Regions from separate parts of the Sus scrofa genome. Here all the other regions are linked to region 3. The links are chromatin contacts, called in public HiChIP or PLAC-seq maps. All regions are on one chromosome and are shown on one strand. Each heading gives the region's core, a stretch centred on a gene start, on an enhancer-like site or on the middle of the called end of the contact. The rest is flanking DNA. Distances are from core to core; before and after follow the strand shown.

Region 1 (2,700 bases), core at 52-2,551, 330 kb before region 3:
CACATTGACTGAAATGATCAAGATGGAAGATGGTTAGAGGAAAGTAAGACAAGGAGCTGGGTGAACAAATTAGCAGATGGTCTCCTCTCTACAGAGGAGTGTCTTAAGAAGTAAGCATCAGATAACATATTACTATAAATAAAATAGATAACCAACAACGGCCTACTGTATAGCACAGGGAACCATACAAACTCTTTCATAAAAACCTATAAAGGAAAAGAATCTGAAAAAGAAAACATACATATACACGTAACTGAATTACTGTGCTGTACATCTGAAACTAATACAACATTGTAAATTAACTGTACTTCAATTAAAAAATAATAAAATGAAAAAATTAAGTCTAGGCGTTCCCCAGTTGATCAGCAGGTTAAGGATCCTGTGTTGTCACTGCTATGGCTCAAGTCACTGCCATGGCACAGGTTTGATATCTTGCCCAGGGAACTTCCAAACTCTGCGAATGCAACCAAAAAAATTTTAAAAAAAAACCACTTTTTTTCTTTTTAGTGCAGCACTTGCAGCGTATGGAGGAAGTTCCCAGGCTAGGGGTGGAATCAGAGCTGCAGCTGCTGGCCTACACCACAGCTCATGACAACGTGGGATCCTCAACCCACTGAGAGAGGCCAGGGATTGCACAGGCATCCTCATGGATACTAGTTGGGTTCTTAACCTGCTAAGCCACAACAGGGAACTCCAAAAAAATTTTTTTTAAATCTAATTTGTATGATTCACAAAAAGACTAAGCTTCAGAGAAACAAGGGTTTTTACAAAAGGTGGCAGCATTTGTCCCCCACTTTTGGAACCCAGGAAATGAAAATACTAACCCATGTGAGAGGATGCAGCATCCTTACGGGACAGCCAGGTCTCAGTCCAGAGAAGTTCGGAGAAAAGCAGATCCGGAAGCGGGAATCTCAGAAGACCAGTTTGAAAGTGGGAGATTGGGGAAGGGACTAAAGCAGAAGAACATCCTGACAGTCCTTGTCCTTTATTTACCCTACCTACCGCCCGCACTACATCACCCTCCACAACCAGAAAACGCGCAAAAAAGACTAGGCACCCCAGCTGATTTCAACTCCCCGCGAAAGTGCTGACGCCGGAACTCCTGCTTGTCTCCGCTTTCCCATTGGCAGAAGCTTCCGCCAGCTTCAACTCGCTTCCGCCCACGATTCAGTAGGGCGGGGCTGTTCCTAGAAGTCACTTCCGCCCGACCCGCCCATTGTTCCCTTTTTGGCCGCTTCCGGCCTCAGGTCCCGCCCCATCCCTGTGGCCTCGCCCCTTCCCGGCCCGGCAGTCCGGCCCAGCGGTCCCGCTTCCGGTGCGGGCCCCGCCCCGGCTGTGGCCGCCGGCTGCGGAGAAGTACGAAACCCAGCTGCCGAGCCGGGGCCTGAGTGGCCATCTCCTCCAACGACGGCTGACCCGGAGCGCCTGACACAGGTAAGCCGCTCCGGGCTCGGCTCCTTCAGCCTCGGCGGGAGCGGGGGTTGTGGCAGGTGGAGGAGACAGAGGGGTAGGAGGAAAGGCAGGTGTGTAGAGGGAAAACGTGAAGGCGCGGGCAGGCGGAGCGCGGGGGCCGCGGAGGAAAAGTGAGAACGCTGGGAGGAGCCTGGAGGCGCCCTCGCCCATTAGGGTGATTTGAGATAAAGGGATGGGATGAGTAAGGGGCCCCCGGGAACTGAGAGGGTAAGAATAGGTGGGGTTGGAGCGATCTAAGCATAGCCGGCGGATTGGCTGGGAGGTCTTGGTAGAGGTAAAAGTGATAGGGTTGGGTTGGGGGGCTATGAAGAATGGCTGGGATGGGGGGAGGTGTGGGGCTTAAAGGGAGCTGAGGCCAGAGGGATCTGGCAGCAAAGGTAAAAAGAATGGTGGGCAAGGCTGGGTTCAGAGCTGTAAGCAGTCCGTTGCGCCGGACCTGGAGGTCCGGGAACTTTAGGGGAAATGGGAGAGGGGGACGTCTGAAGGGATAGAGTGGTTTATATTTCTGAGACATAACTTTTCTAAAAGTAGGCAGGTAGTATTGTTGTTTGAATCAACTAGCTACTTAGGGACAAGGGGAAGATGGGCTCTTTGGGGGAGGGTGTGTGTATCGAATTGTAGAACTGAGTCATCTCAGTCTTACTAAAGAGGCTGTGAGACACCTCCCCCTCTGCTGGGGACAGCATGCAGGGAAGATGGTGCCATAAGATGAGAAGCAGTTGTTCAATGACGGCAGGACTTGGTTGAAAAATTACCCCACTTGTGATTGATTGCCTAATGTTACTAGGAGAATTAAAATGACCACTGAATTCTTTGTTTTATTCGTTTGTTTACTTTTCTTTGATGCAAGTTATTTTTATTTTAAATGAACATTTTTGGCAGCTGGGTTTATTTAATGCGGGTGTAAATCTTTTCATGCTTTGTTACACTATAAAAAGGGCTATAGCAGAACGAAGTATTGCTTCAGGCATAACTCACACTTTCTAAAGTGCCAGGAGAGGAAGTAAAGACAGAAGCAAATTGGAATTTGAATCTCTCACAGATTGCAAAAGGCAAAAGCGGTGCTCCTAAGATAAGCAGAAAGTGAGAATTTTAAAATTTCTACTTTGCCTAACTTTAAAAGTTGTGCCTTTTTTTTTCTAGCCCATTTAAAAAAATCATAAATCCAAGCAGTTTTTATTGCTTAGGGGTGTGATTACTTCCTCATGAATTTTTGAAGATGCTAAT
Region 2 (2,700 bases), core at 30-2,529, 400 kb before region 3:
AGGGGCTAAATGAGAGATAACTCAGTGTGACACTGTTGAAAAAGCCTAGGAAGCAGCATCAGGAAGCTAGAACTAGAATCTGGGGTCCTCTCTCATCCTATGACAGAGAGCAAGGAACTTCAGCTCTCTAGGCCTCAGTTTCTTTGGCTTTCAAGTAGATATAAAAATGCCATCCCAGCTAACAGGAATGTTGTGAGATTCAAATGAGATCATCCAACCCTCTCCCCTATGTACACTCTTCATTATCTCTTGCTTTAACTGCTACAACAGCCTCTTGCCTCTCCCTATCAAATATCCATGCTGCCAGCCAACTTGTTTTAAAACCAGATCCGATCAAGTCATTCCTCTGCTTAGAACCCCTCCAATGAATCCAAACCACCTCTATGAATAAGTCTAAATGCCACAGCCTGATTTTCAAAACCATTCACACCTTTTCTCTCTGACAACCGCCTTCCCCAAGAGCTCTGGGCTGCCCCACCCTCCCCAACACTTAGGTCTATCCTCAGGAAGCCTGGATTCACAACAAAGTTCTCCTCACTTTATACCTCTGCTCATCTGCTAACTCCTCTACATGTAATTCCTCTTCCCTCTTCAGTCTCTAAGCAAACTCCTACCAAGACCAACCCAAACACAACCTCTCTGTCCTCCCTCCCTCCCCTCTGTTGTTCTCACATTCTCTCATGGCAAAGGATTACAAACATCTGTTTACATCTCAATCTCCCCGCATCCCATTCGTAGAGGCCCTTGACAGCAAAGACTAGAATTTTTTGTCCTTGTTGTCCCAATGCCCAGTACATATGGGTGCCTAGAAAATGAATCTGAAACTATGAGAAAGAATCTTGTAAGGCAAGCCAGGCCACTGTTATAATCAATATTGCTTCCAAAGTGGCTTCTTTGGAAGAGGAAAGAAAGGCTTCGAGGCCGTCCAGCAGACCCCAGGGCACCCTCAAAACCTTCCATCTTTGCCTTTAAACAGGAAGGAAATAGGTCTTTTAATATACCCTATCTCATTTAATCCTCTCAAATGGACCCCGAGGCAGGCATTATCATCTACGTACTACAAAGGAACTGAGGCTCAAAAAAGTGAAATCAGTGGCCCAAGGTCACTGACAGTTAATACTGGGACAGGAATACTATCTCCTGGGTGACGACCCCACCATTCCCATGGGACCTGCGAACTAGTCAATACGCATTGAGCCCGCGCGGCCCGGGACCCAGCGCCCTCACCCGTCCCGCGGAAGGAACCCGGCCGCAGGGCCGCCGTGTAAACACTCACTCAGGTCCTCTCGCCGGAAACCGGAAGCTCCGCGCTGCATTCTGGGAGTTGCAGTTCCTACTGCGGCTCCTGCTCCTTTATAAGCAGCTTGCCGGCGAGAGGCGCTAGTTGCAAAGTTTCCGGTTCCGGGGAGGGTGTGACTTCGCGACCATTTGAAAGTTACGGCGCGAGGGTCTCTGGGTGCTTTCGCCTCAGAGGGTACTGAAATTGTTAGTGTTCTAGGGTGTGGGTCTCTTGGGTCGTAAGAGCAAGGCTTGGTGTGAGGTGTACTGCCCGGTGATTCCCGCACTGTCCTGGGACGCATGCAGAGTCCGTAGGTTACGCCAGGTCCTTACAGCGTCACAGGTGGGAACGCCCGCTGCCGGGCTCTCGGCCTGATTGCGGACCCCAAATGCTCCAACCTTTCCCTCTGGGAGGGCCCTTTCCCGAGCAGCTTCTTCAGACACTCCTCAGCGGTTCTTTGCAGCCCTCACAGAAAACGACTTGCCCTCGGTGAAGTCAGCCTCTTTTGTGACCCTCGCCTCTGGATTCTCCCGACTAAACCTCCCTGTGGGGGCTTACCAGGAACCCAATGATGACTTCCTCGAAAAGTCAGTTCTTAGGAGTTAGCAAACCGGGTTCCTGGTCCGCCCCAGTATGCGATGGTGGGATTTATCCAGGTCATTAATGGAATCAATTCGGGGAGGGGAATTTTCACTGAATTCTCATAGAAAATGCATACAGTCGTCCCTAGGTATTCGCGGGGCATTGCTTCCTGCACCTCCTCCTCCCCCCGCGGATACCAAATCCGCGGATACTCACTTTATGCAAAATGGCATATAGTCTGCCCTGCCTATTCCCGAATGCCCTGTCCCTCGGATACTGAGGGGCCAACTGATTTTATTGTTGTTGTTGTTGTTTTCTTTTTAAGGCCGCACCAACTGTATTTTAGATGCATGGTTAGAGTGGATTGTATTTGCGCAGGTGTTAGGCCTCGCCAATCAATTAAGGGAGCCACTTTTCTTCTTTTTTTCAATGGCCACACCTGCAGTATATGCAAGTTCCCCAGCCCAGGGGTCGAAATGGAGCTGCACCTGTGGCCTAGCCCCCGCCACAGCCACGCCAGATCCGAGCCACATTGGCAAGCTACACTGCAACTTGTGGCAACACCAGATCCTTAACCCACTGAGAGAGGCCAGGGCTTGAACCCGAATATCCTCACAGAGACAACTGTAGGGTTCTTAACCCACTGAGCCACATGGGAACTCCTTTTTTTTTTAATTTCTTTTTCTTTCTTTTTTTTTTTTTTTGACTGTGCCCAGGGCATATGGAAGTTCCTGGGCCAGGGATGCAACCTGTGCCACACAGGCAACCCAAGTCACTGCAGTGAGAAAGCCAAATCCTCAAACCACTATGCCACAGGAGAGCTCTTAAAGGGCTGGCCC
Region 3 (2,700 bases), core at 73-2,572:
CTCCTTTGTGTTTGTTCTGACCCTTGAAGGTGGATTCAAGGTGGGAAAGCTCATGCTGTGAGGTGCAGCAAGGACCCCTCCAAGGACTCCCCCTACACCTGCAGGAAACTTGGAAGTTGCCAGTGACCAAAAAAAGTACAAGCAGGATGAGTTCATCTGCCTGGTGACATCCTGACAAAGCAGAAAGCTCAGGGCTCATAAATCACCCGTCAGCACAAGCAAGCTTCCCGAGAACTGGTTTTGGACAGACATGAAACGAGAGGCACGGGAGCTTTGGAGCTAACTGGAATCCCAACCCTTCATCATGAGTAAGAATACCCCTGTGCTCTTAGCTCAAAGGCAGAATGGTTTTTACTTTGAGTAGGAAGTTTGTTTTCTCCTTGATTATTTGTTCAAAGGGTCAAGGCAGCTCATAGGTCAGGGCATCTCAACTACCTCGCCATCACACATAGATCCATGAGACCAACATTCCTTGTGCTTCAAGATCACCAGAGGCTCCGCACTTCTCCTCCCTCTCTAACCCGGGCTCTCCCATCTAGCCAAAATCCAGTCAAAAACAGACCCACAGCGGAGGTGTGGAATTGTTATCAAGGCCGTATTTCAGTTTGGGTTACCAGACTTCCTTTCCTGATAAACCTCAGCGGCTCTCCTACACCTTATACAGTAGTTGGCTGTGTCTGTGTTGTGGAGGGGTGGTCTTGGGATTTTCTCCACTTTCACCCCAATTATAGGGTTCCACCACCTCATTAGGTTGCTGCCATCTAAAGTGACTCAAGGCTGGTGTCTCCCCAAGACTGTGGGATGTAGCCACACTACCCCCTCAGGTGAAATCGCTTCTCTCTCTGAAGCTGAGGATCTCCTTGATCATGTCCTTCCTCAGCAGTGTCCAGTTAGAGGGGCTACGTCTGGGGAGCTACATGGTCCCACCTCTTTCCAAAGTACAGCGCCCCGCCTCCTCTGCTATTCCACCTGCTGATAGTCCCGCCCCCCAGGAGCTATGATAAGCCAGCCCTCAGAGCCTGCTCTCCCATTGGGCAGATAGCCCGTCCCTCCTATGCCACGTCTCCCGACCCTGGCGAAAGAGGCCAGGGCGGTGCGGCCTTTGGCACTAGAGAGCGCTGTAAGATTAGGACTCTACCTGGAAAGGGTTTACGTCCACTGGGTCCGCGAAGGGGTTGGTGTCGAAGGCCGACATGGCGATCGGGGTCCAACGGGCTAGCTCCGCGAGCGTTTCTGCCTCTTGGCACCCAGACCCAGCGGTGCTCTTCTTGCAGACCCTCCACTTCCGGGAGCGAGGCAGCCGTTCTGGCGCAGGCGCAGCATCCTCCCAGAGGGGCGTGGTGGTGTGACGTAACAGAAATCCGCTCCGCCCTCCTGCCCAACCCAGTATGGAGCAGCTCGTGGGCGTTCCGCTTCCATCAGCTGCTTCCCTGTGCTGGTGCGTTTAGGGTCTGGGAGACCACAAGGGACTTGAGAGAGGCGGGGCTGGAGCGTTCCCAATTGCTTCTCGGTCAGTTAGCTTTCAGCATTGAGAACTCCCCAAAGTAAACTCAAGTAAACTTCCCAAAGTGGGCCTGGAAACTTAACCCCTTAACTTCCTTGGAGGGCAAGTTTAGGAAGCATGCACAGGTTAGGTCCGGAAACAGAAGTCTAAGCCTATGGCGAGAGTAGGGAATAGAATTCCTGACCCAGAGAATTTCGCCAGGCTAGGAAAGTGTTCTAGTGGTAGCAGCCGAGCAGAGAGGTTCTTTTAAGAACCGGCAGTGCTGCTGTTCCCGACACTAGCTGAGCCCTGACTCTTTCAGGCCTTGACCCCTAATGTCAAGTTTTATCTTATCGTTTCAGGGATGAGGATCCCTCAGCCCGGTCAGGTTTAAGGCCTGAGCAGGGATTAACCTGGGGATCAAGCATTTATCCAAGCAAGTGGGAGTTCAGCAATAGAACCATCAGCCATGGGAGAGATGGCTGATTCGCCCCCCACAAACTCACCTTATTTATTCCTGCCTTTTTACAGTTCTGCTGCCACTGAATCCAGCCAATCATCCTTTACTCTGGATGAGTACAGGGCTGCTAATTTGTCTATTGTTCGTGTTGTAACCAGAGATCCATTCGAAGGAGGCAAAATTAGTAGGGAACTTTCTGTTTAAAACTCTTCAATTATTTTCCATAGAGGCCCAAATTCTAGTTTGGCCTCCAGGTCTTAACAAGATCTGCCTCCACCTATCAACTCTTCTCATTCCTTCTTGTGCCTACCCTACCACCACAACATAGCCATGTGCATCCCAACTCTCCTAGTAGCTTTTCAGTGCTTCAGACTTCCCTTGTTCCTCCTGCCTCAGGGCCTTTGCACTGGACTTTTCCTTTTTCTGGTATGCTCTTAGCCCATGCTCTCATCATACCCCAGTTAACTCCTACTTATCCATCAAATCCAAGCTTATATGTCCCTTCCTCAGGAGTAGTCTCTCTTCACCAGAGATTAGATCAGCCCCACCCCCAATATAAACTCTTATATTACCCTGTGCTTTTCCTTTATAATACCTTGCACATTGTAAGTACACGCTTGTATAGATGATTTTTTATTTGTGTCTGTCTCTCCTGCTAGACTATAAGCTCCACAAGGGCACGAGTAGCCTCTGTTTTCCTCATTATTTCTGGCACTGACATAGTACTAAACACATGATAGACATTTAGCAAATATTT

What was found. HiChIP or PLAC-seq counts read pairs in DNA pulled down with a chosen protein or histone mark.
Region 1: a contact with region 3 is called in an H3K27ac HiChIP or PLAC-seq map of alveolar macrophages. The contact joins the promoter of ARID3B here to the promoter of SCAMP2 in region 3. A contact is called at or near these places in 2 of 47 Hi-C or Micro-C datasets (embryonic fibroblasts and liver) and 1 of 2 datasets of contacts at active chromatin or transcription factors (alveolar macrophages).
Region 2: a contact with region 3 is called in an H3K27ac HiChIP or PLAC-seq map of alveolar macrophages. The contact joins the promoter of UBL7 here to the promoter of SCAMP2 in region 3. A contact is called at or near these places in 1 of 47 Hi-C or Micro-C datasets (liver) and 1 of 2 datasets of contacts at active chromatin or transcription factors (alveolar macrophages).

The regions. Positions count from the first base shown.
Region 1 is chr7:58,997,308-59,000,007 of Sscrofa11.1, reverse strand. ARID3B (AT-rich interactive domain-containing protein 3B) reads left to right here and starts at 1,301. Exons shown (of 11, transcript XM_021099056.1): 1 at 1,301-1,434.
Region 2 is chr7:59,069,333-59,072,032 of Sscrofa11.1, reverse strand. UBL7 (ubiquitin-like 7 (bone marrow stromal cell-derived)) reads right to left here and starts at 1,279. Exons shown (of 11, transcript NM_001243682.1): 1 at 1,228-1,279. It overlaps LOC100525054, which reads left to right and starts at 1,435. Exons shown (of 9, transcript XR_002345827.1): 1 at 1,435-1,621.
Region 3 is chr7:58,671,260-58,673,959 of Sscrofa11.1, reverse strand. SCAMP2 (secretory carrier membrane protein 2) reads right to left here and starts at 1,322. Exons shown (of 9, transcript NM_001243492.1): 1 at 1,139-1,322. The coding sequence starts at 1,195.